3 separate regions of the Gossypium hirsutum genome follow, and regions 1 and 3 are each linked to region 2. Evidence: chromatin contacts called from public Hi-C data. All regions are on one chromosome and are shown on one strand. The core of a region is the stretch at or near the end of the contact, and the rest is flanking DNA. Distances in the headings are between cores, read along the strand shown. Region 1 holds the start of LOC107901167 (probable 3-hydroxyisobutyrate dehydrogenase-like 1, mitochondrial). Region 2 holds the start of LOC107901173 (CWF19-like protein 2 homolog). Region 3 overlaps LOC107901168.

Evidence for each region. Hi-C and Micro-C count contacts between places; a contact is called where the count stands out from the background.
Region 1: a contact with region 2 is called in a Hi-C map of leaf, with 1.7 times the contacts expected there. The contact joins the promoter of LOC107901167 here to the promoter of LOC107901173 in region 2. A contact is called at or near these places in 7 of 34 Hi-C or Micro-C datasets (callus and leaf).
Region 3: a Hi-C map of leaf shows a contact between it and region 2, with 2.7 times the contacts expected there. The contact joins the enhancer-like site here to the promoter of LOC107901173 in region 2. A contact is called at or near these places in 6 of 34 Hi-C or Micro-C datasets (callus, fibers, leaf and 1 more).

Annotation. Positions count from the first base shown.
Region 1 is chrD06:12,219,876-12,222,745 of Gossypium_hirsutum_v2.1, reverse strand. LOC107901167 (probable 3-hydroxyisobutyrate dehydrogenase-like 1, mitochondrial) reads right to left here and starts at 1,363. Exons shown (of 1, transcript XM_016827061.2): 1 at 121-1,363. The coding sequence starts at 1,242. The coding sequence ends at 220.
Region 2 is chrD06:12,019,234-12,021,956 of Gossypium_hirsutum_v2.1, reverse strand. LOC107901173 (CWF19-like protein 2 homolog) reads left to right here and starts at 1,456. Exons shown (of 11, transcript XM_016827070.2): 1 at 1,456-1,638; 2 at 1,748-1,795; 3 at 1,870-2,227; 4 at 2,314-2,462. The coding sequence starts at 1,751.
Region 3 is chrD06:12,177,236-12,180,099 of Gossypium_hirsutum_v2.1, reverse strand. LOC107901168 reads left to right here. Exons shown (of 14, transcript XM_016827063.2): 14 at 86-548. The coding sequence ends at 238. It also overlaps the pseudogene LOC107901169. Among protein-coding and RNA genes, the nearest start is that of LOC107901168, 6.8 kb to the left of the region's middle. Within about 2 kb of position 1,264, at least 5 of the 9 cell types and tissues checked have an H3K27ac peak or open chromatin away from gene starts, as enhancers often do. A contact at or near this core is called in fibers, where this site is marked.

The sequences.
Region 1 (2,870 bases), core at 114-2,613, 200 kb before region 2:
CTATAAACTACAGATGGTTCATCATTCAAAGCAATTATAGCAGCAAAAACCATAAAATGGGAACTGTAAATGGTAGCATATCAAAGCAATCAGCTACCAAAATTAAGTTGAACAACTGAAGACTGAAACCAACCATCACATAGCATAGTTTTAAGTTTAGCATAGTATCTAATAGGGTTCGTCAATGTAGTGTTACTAGAAATTAACAGTTTACCAGGTTTAAGAACCAAGGGTCGCGTTGTTAAGCCTCTCCAAAGCCAAAATCAGAGCTTGGGTTCCCAAATTCCCTTCCCCATGAGCCTTAAGCGACAAATAAAGCTGTTGAGCCAAAGCCAGACCGGGCAAAGCAAGTCCCATGTTTTGACATTCCTTTAAACAAATCCCCAAATCCTTAACAAAATGGTTCACGAAGAAACCAGGATCGAAGTCCCTCTTCAAAATCCTGCTCCCGTACAAATCCAACGACTTTGAGCCAGCTGCCCCGGTCGATATCGCATCCAAAAACGACGCCACATTCAGCCCTGCTTTGTGGGCGTAAATAATTCCTTCCACTAATCCCACCATCGTCGATGCTATGGTGATTTGGTTAGCTAATTTCGCGAATTGGCCTTTCCCGCTAGGCCCCATGTAGTTAACTTTTCCCATGAGGGTAAAGATGGGGTTTAGGCGGTTGACAATGGCTTCGTCTCCCCCAGCGAATATCGCGAGTGTCCCGTTCTTGGCACCTCGGTCGCCGCCAGAGACGGGCGCGTCGATTGAGGAGCAGTTCTTGGAAGATGCAGCGGTGGATATTTCGACGGCGAGAGAAGGCTCCGATGTTGTCATGTCAACGAGTATGCCGCCAGGACGGAGGCCAGAGAGGGCACCGTTAACGGGATCGAGTAGGACTTGGAGGACGTCGGAAGGGTAACCGACGATGGAGAAAACGACATCGGATTGGGCGGCAAGGTCGTGAGGCGTTTGGGCTAGGCGGGCACCCATGTCAACGAGGGGTTGGGCTTTGGAAAGGGTACGGTTGAAGACGGTGAGAGAGTAGCCAGCGTTGATTAGATGAGCACACATGGATCGACCCATGACGCCAGTCCCAATCCATCCAAGGCGAGTGTTGGATGGGTTAATGGGACCGGCAGCGGCGGAGGTGGCCATGCTGCGGAGGAGAAAGGTGAGGTGAGGAGTAGATGACGATTGAGAATGGGGAAAGTATCGTGAGAGTGAGCCAAGTAGATAGGACAGTGATCGCATTTTATCTTTTATGCGAAATTATCTAATCTTATTATAACCCTTTTTTATGATTGTGCGACATAATTTTATATTTATTTAAAATTTTTTAATTTTGAGAATTAGGGCACTACCTACCCTTATATTCGCATCAGGTTGGTTCCAACTTCAACCTAGTAAAGTCACACAAAGGAAGCAACAGAAATTTGTTAACAACAGCTTTTTTAGTAAGCCCATGCGGTCAATTGTTTGGGGGCAGCCGAAGGAGGATTTTTCGGAAGGCCCAGAGTTTGCCGGTTAGCAAGTAGGTCTAAGCCCATGGCTCCAAGTAGGACGCCTGCTAGAAAACTTCCGAAAACAGAGTATATGTATAAATAAGGTATTAAATACTACAACAACAATAAATTGATTGAATCTTAAATCAATTAGCATGAATATCATTTTCAATGCAAGAGAACGTAGGTTTAAGCTTGTTGAAGCGCATTATCCAAATATTTATGAGTTGGGGAGGGGTTAAGACTTTTAACAAAAAATAAACATGAGATATAGTGCGGTGGTTACTTATTTTATCCTTTTAACTTTGAGATTGGATGTTTGATTTTTGCCTATCAAAATGAAACACATTTCATAGTTAGATTTTTACCTCTTTGGAGAACACCCACAACAAACAAAAAAATATAATAATCTTCGCATTCTTTATGAATTTACTTAATCTATTATAATTTGATTTTTGTTTAATATAGTTTTTGAAATGGGTATATTCAATCTTGAATTTAACATTTTTGTTTTAATTTCGTTTGACATGTATATTTTTAAATAGTGATAGAAACTATAGTAAAGGACTAAAGCCATACAAAATGCCTGTTTTATAAAATTTGACTAAACAAAATAGGGGCCAAAAAGAACTTGGGAGGAGCTAGATGGAATCCATCACAAGATCTAAATTCTAGGGCAGAATGTGGAACTAAGCCTGCTTGAAATTTCCTTTTGATTTGTTGAAAACCCCTTTTTTTCCCAGGTTTGTAAATCAAAGTACAACTTAGATGTAAATATGGAATGGGTTGGGGGAGAAGGTCCTTTTTGTAAGGTGTTGGATTTGGATAGACCTTTTATGGAATGAAAATCAATCAACTACCAATTCACAGCATCAAGATTGGAAGGTTGATAGCGGAATAAGTGTACAAGGCAACAACATGACATCTAGCTGTTTTGCTTGGATTGGTCCCCTTCTAAAATCGGCATTTTCCCCAATACTCATTATCGATGGTTTCCTCACCTTGGTCCCTCTTCTTCCTCCCCTTCTCTTTTTAACTCATTATCTCAACTCGCTTTTTTTCCTTTTTAGGTTTAATGTAATTTTTAGTTCATCAACTTGATAATTAGATCTATTTTGTTGCTTATATTTTTTGTTTCACTTTGATATTTGAACTTTCATTAAATAAAATAACATAATACTATTTATTACTTGAAAATTAAAATATATATAATTTAATTTTTTTAATTATAATTTTTTAAAGTTTTAGATAGTGATGTTACATATCCTCATAATTTCATGTTATTACACTTTTATAAAATCTAAATTTAATAACTAAAATGAAAAAATTGTCAAATTCAAGGCTAAATAAGGTATATATGTCTTTTTTTTTATTTGA
Region 2 (2,723 bases), core at 207-2,706:
GAAGGTGGAAGTGCTTGGAGATTCACGACATTTTATAAAGCCCTTGAAGAAAGTCGTCGATAAGAATCTTGGAACCTCTTGCGTAGTTTGTATGATCTTGATGGAATCACATGGCTTGTGGTGGGAGATTTTAATGAAATTTTGTATGCTCCAGAAAAGCAAGGTGCCCATCTTCATTCAGTTAGTTAGATGGAGGGTTTTTGTTCTACTTTGGAAGGCTATGAGCTCATGGATTTGGGTTATGATGGGCACTGGTTAACTTGGGAGTGTGACAGATCTCAGGAAACACTCATTTGAGAGCAGTTAGATCGTGGAATAGCTTCTATAGGATGGGTTTCTCGGTTCACAAATCACAAGATTTAGCACTTGCCTTATAGCTATTTTGATCATTGTCCCTTGCTGATTAACACAAATCAAATTGAGTCTTTTGCTAGGTTCCAAAATGAGGGTCAAACTTTTCGGTTCAATGCAAACTAGAAATTGAAGGAAGGCTTCGAAGCTAAGGTACGAGCTCTTTGGGAGAGTAGTGTTGGTAATATTCCTAACAAGTTAGTTGCTTTAGGGAAGAGACTTATTCAATGGAGCAAGAATTGAAGGCTTAACAAGGGTAGGAAAATTCTTATATCGATTGGTAGAGTTAGCTGAGATTGATTCGTTGATACTTTGGGTGAGATTGTTGTGGCTAAAGTAAAGCTGAATTTTGAGATGGATAAGGAGGAAATTTATTGGGAGCCGAGAGTTCCAACAAACTGGCTGAAGAGAGGGGGAGATAAATTGATATTTGTTTTTTCCCCTTTTTTCTATACAAGGATGAGTATTGTTTTTTTTTCTTCTCTTAGTTGTTTCTGTTTGTTGGTCTATTTTCAGATGCACGTGATTTGGCTTGATTGAGTAGATAAACGATACTATTTATTAATAATAAACTAGTCATTTATTGAAAAATATTTGACAAATTTATTAAATCATGTATTTAAATATTATATATTATATTTTATTAATCGAATGTATACGTATAAGCATTTTTGTTTCTACTAATACATTTATTAATCAAATGCCTTCTTTTATTTTAGTTTGGTTTATTCTAAGCTACTTTTTCTATATATATATAAAAAACTATTTGCCTACAATTTAACATATTTTGTTCACTATTTCAACAATAATGTTTTATACTTACCTATATGTTATATCTAAATACCAAGATTTTCTAACATTGTATATATGCATTTGATTGTTTAATCTTAATAATTTTGTTTCGCAACATTAAATCATATAATATATTCACTTAAATCGTGAATATATCTTAATCTAGTTTTATTAATTGGGTCCATATTATATAAGAAGGACGTATATAAGAAAATTTTCCTATAATAATTTATTTTTAATTGGATCCATATCCAATGTAATAGTATATAGGAAGGACTTATATAAGAAATTTTCCTATAATAATTTCTTCTTAAGATCGTAGAGTTTAGATCTAATTACCCACGTGGTTAAAATCCCAGACCCACCTAGTGTCTTCCCTTCGATAGAAGAAAACCTCTCAAAATACAAGCCCAAGCTTCAAATTAACCGTCGCAACCTCCCTTTCCAAACCCTAACCACCGCCGGTCCACAGCCCTCTTCGTCCTCTTTGGAACGGTGAGTCTGCTTGATTTTTTTTATTTATTTCACATCTCTATCTACTTTATATTATAGAAGCTTATCGCTTTCGTAATTAATTTTAATTTGAAGTCGCTGAATTCTGTAGAATATGCTTTCTGGGGTGAAGGTTATACCTCGTGATGAGATTGATAAGGTATAATTCATCAATTTCACATTTCTTTCTTTTTGTCAGTAAAGTTTCCTCAGTTAGTTTTTTTTTTGTACCAGGAAGAAAATGAGAACTCAGATAGGAAGAAGAAAAGATACACTAGTAAAATGGAAAAAAATAAAAGAAAAAGGAAAAGTTCTGGGTATTGTGGTTCTTCGGATGATGATATTGAGAGAATAGAAAAAGGATCTAGACGAAATAAGAAGTGGTATTCATCAGAGGAGTATTCAAGCGAAAGTGAGAGCGAAGGGAGTTCCGATACAGATAAAGGGAGGCATTCAGATAGGAGAAAGGATAAGAGGAATAAGAAACGATCCAGAAGTAAAAAGAAACGTTATTCATCGTCATCAGTGGATTATTCGTCTGAAGATGTGGATGAGGATCGAAGACGTAATTCAGGAGTTGGAAAGAAAAGGAGTAAGAGAAGAGAATTTTTTGTTCTGAATTATTGATGATTGGTTCATTTTAGACATTGATCAGTTATTATTGTTGTTGGTTTGCAGATGATGGTGGAGAATCTCCTTTGAAAGAGAAGGAGATTGAGAGGAAAGAAATTGGACTGGAATGGATGCTCAGACCTGCATTTAAGACTGATAAGAAACATTTAGAACCTGCTGCTGTTGCACAACTTGAGGAACCTCCTACTGAGGAGGTATGGCACTTGAGCTATTAATTCTAGCTGATTTTTTACCTTTTATTTTCTTTGATTCTGGCATAATACAAACATAAATGCTTGCTGATGGAGATATTTATATTTTAAAGCAAAAAATATCTTGTCTGCTTTACGGTTCTCTTTGTTGTTCAGAAAAAAATCAAACTTTTCTAACGAGGATTTGATAAGCTTCTTTCTCTTTTTATTTCTTAGACTGCTTTAGTTATGTTTACTTTGGAGAGTTCTAAACAAGCTTGCATT
Region 3 (2,864 bases), core at 15-2,514, 160 kb before region 2:
CATAGCACTTAAATTAAACCATTCATAATGACCTCGAGGTCTATTAATTTGTTGGAAGCTTAGCAGTATTTGTGTAATGGTGCAGATTGAAAGGAACAGAGGTAGGGGACCAAAGTTCACAGACTTGGGAGGTAAGCATTTATATGGGAAAAAAGGAGCTCCTCCAAAAGCCTCATTCCTAAGCTCATTGGCGAGAAGTTTGTGTCAATGGCATCAACCCAAGAAATACGAGGTTTAGCAGAGAGAAGGAATGTTTATTTTTTGTGACCATTGTGGCTCTTCATTTTTAGATCCGAGTGGAAGCAGCAAGGTTTCTGAAGCACAGATTCTTTAGTTGATTGGTGGTGGGATTATTTGATGATTCCTTATTGGATTGGTTTTAGTGGTTTAGGAATTTTCGCCCTCATTTTTTAGTTGCCATTCAATCAGATTTATTCTTAATTTTATCAACCCTCTTCATCCGGGGGCTGACTTTGTAACTTGTATCGATTTCGTCCTGTAATTTTATTAAATGATTATATACAGTCGGTGTTCAAATGTGAGACAAAGTTTAGTGGTTGTGATTTTACAGTTTTCCAATCCGCATCTGTATGTATCGACTGCCCATTTTGTGTTATATGTTTTGCAATTTTCATTACTCTTTTCTTGTTTTATCAAATTTCAACCAAAAGCAGGAAATGCTTTTAGATAAAGACTTACTTTATATGTTTTCTTTTAATGTAAGTCTAAGTTTGTTTTCGGGTCCAAAATGCAAGGTATAAATTGCCTTTCAAGCACTAGCAAGGAATAGTCCAACTGATGTTAATTGACGGAGTAAGTTGTGAGTTTGAGTTTGAGCCTGCTTATGAATAGTTCTTTCAAATTAAATATTAAAAAAAAAAATCATATGTCAAGCTCTGATTCTTTCCTCCACCGAAAGTAACACTTCAAACGAGCCTATCTCTATCCATCAGGAATCAGAATAAAGTTACAAACAAAGAATCAATCACAGCCAAACTTCCGCCGTCAGCCAAACCTTTTTTTGTTGTTCCTTTCACATTCATATCCAAACTTGTTCCCTTGAAGAAAAACATAGCAAACTTAGGTGCAAAAATAATAGAAAAGATATGGGGTGTTTCAGGGGAAAAAGTTCCAAAGCTTCCCATAACCATCCCATTCAACCCTCCTCAACTCAACCTGTAGTTGCATACCCAGAAACCAAGAATCTGAAAGTAGAGCCTCTTTTGCAGATTCCAGGATGCAGGGTTTATCTGATGGAGGAAGGAGAAGCCTTGGAACTGGGCAAGGGTGAGTTCACACTTGTGCGGGTATTAGAAGAGGATGTTCCTCTTGCTACCATCATTAAAGTTGGGGAAGATGTTCAATGGCCTTTGACAAAAGATGAGCCGGTTGTGAAGCTTGATTCCTTTCACTACCTCTTTTCCTTGCCCATGAAAGATGGGAATCCTCTGAGTTATGGAGTGACTTTTTCGGGACAGTATGATAGCAGGTTCATGAGCTCCTTGGATTCGTTTTTGAAGGAGCATTCATGCTTTTCTGGTGCAACTTCATCTGGGGATAAACATGTGGATTGGAAGGAGTATGCTCCCAGGATCGAATCTTATAACAATGTTTTGGCAAAGGCCATTGCTGGAGGGACCGGTCAGATTGTGAAGGGAATCTTCAAATGCAGCAATGCTTATACTAGCCAGGTTTGCTTTCAAGTTTCAACTTCAACTGGTATTCTACTTCTAGCCATTTATCAGTTAACCCTAAGAAAACATTCATTGCTAAAGCTAAAAAAGCCTTGTATAGAACATACCATGGTTAGTGAATCTAAAGAAAAGAAGGAATTAAAAAGCAGGTTCAGAAAGGAGGAGAAACCATTTTAATGCAAGCTCCTACAGCAAGTAACAATGGTTACCAAAGCAGCAGGACCACTAGGAAGAGTAGTGGAGCTGTCAACAAAAGCCTAAAACGGTATCCCAAGACTTAATTATTTTTCCGGATATTATGTGAAGTTGACATAAAGTAGTTTTCATTAAAGTCAAAAGTTGTTGAACTCTGAGCCTAAGGTACTGCATATGTCTGATTGTGTAGTGTGCGAAAGCTGTCCAAAATGACTGAAAAAATGAGCAAAGCAATGCTGGGCATGGTTGGTGCGGCTAGTGGAACAGTGATGGCACCTTTGGTTAGCTCCAAACCTGGGAAAGCTTTCTTATCCATGGTTCCAGGAGAAGTTCTTTTAGCTTCCCTTGATGGTGTTAGTGAGTAACAATGGCCACATATTCTTGATTTCTCTTCTCTGATATTTGTGACACCAAATATGAATTATCCATTTCGTGTATGTATGGCTATGGCAGACAAGGTTCTAGATGCAGCAGAGGTTGCTGAAAAGCAAGCTTTTTCTGCAACATCATCTGCAGCAACCAAAAGATGATTGATAGGTAATATATATATACATATATTTGGCTTCTTTTTTTTTATTATATAAAATTAACTTAAAAAATTTAATTAATTACATAAATGAGTCTTTTTTTATTATACATGTAAATGACTTAAAATTTACAATAAAAATTGGTGGAGCCAAAGAGTTTGACGCCACTAATATGACACGTCAGCAATCGAGATAAAAAAATTAATTTTTTTGTGGAGCCATATAGAATAACGCCACTTATATAAATATCAGGGAAATATTGTAATTTCTGAAAAAATGGAAGGACTTTAATAAAAATTTTCTATTTTTTAGTGGAGCCAAATAAATTCGTGCCACCAGTTTTTAATGTGATTTTTTTAAGTTTTTAAAATTTTAAATGTATTAAAAGAAATGTTAAATATAATTAATTTTAAAAGGTTAATATATTTAAAATTTTAATATACTTAAT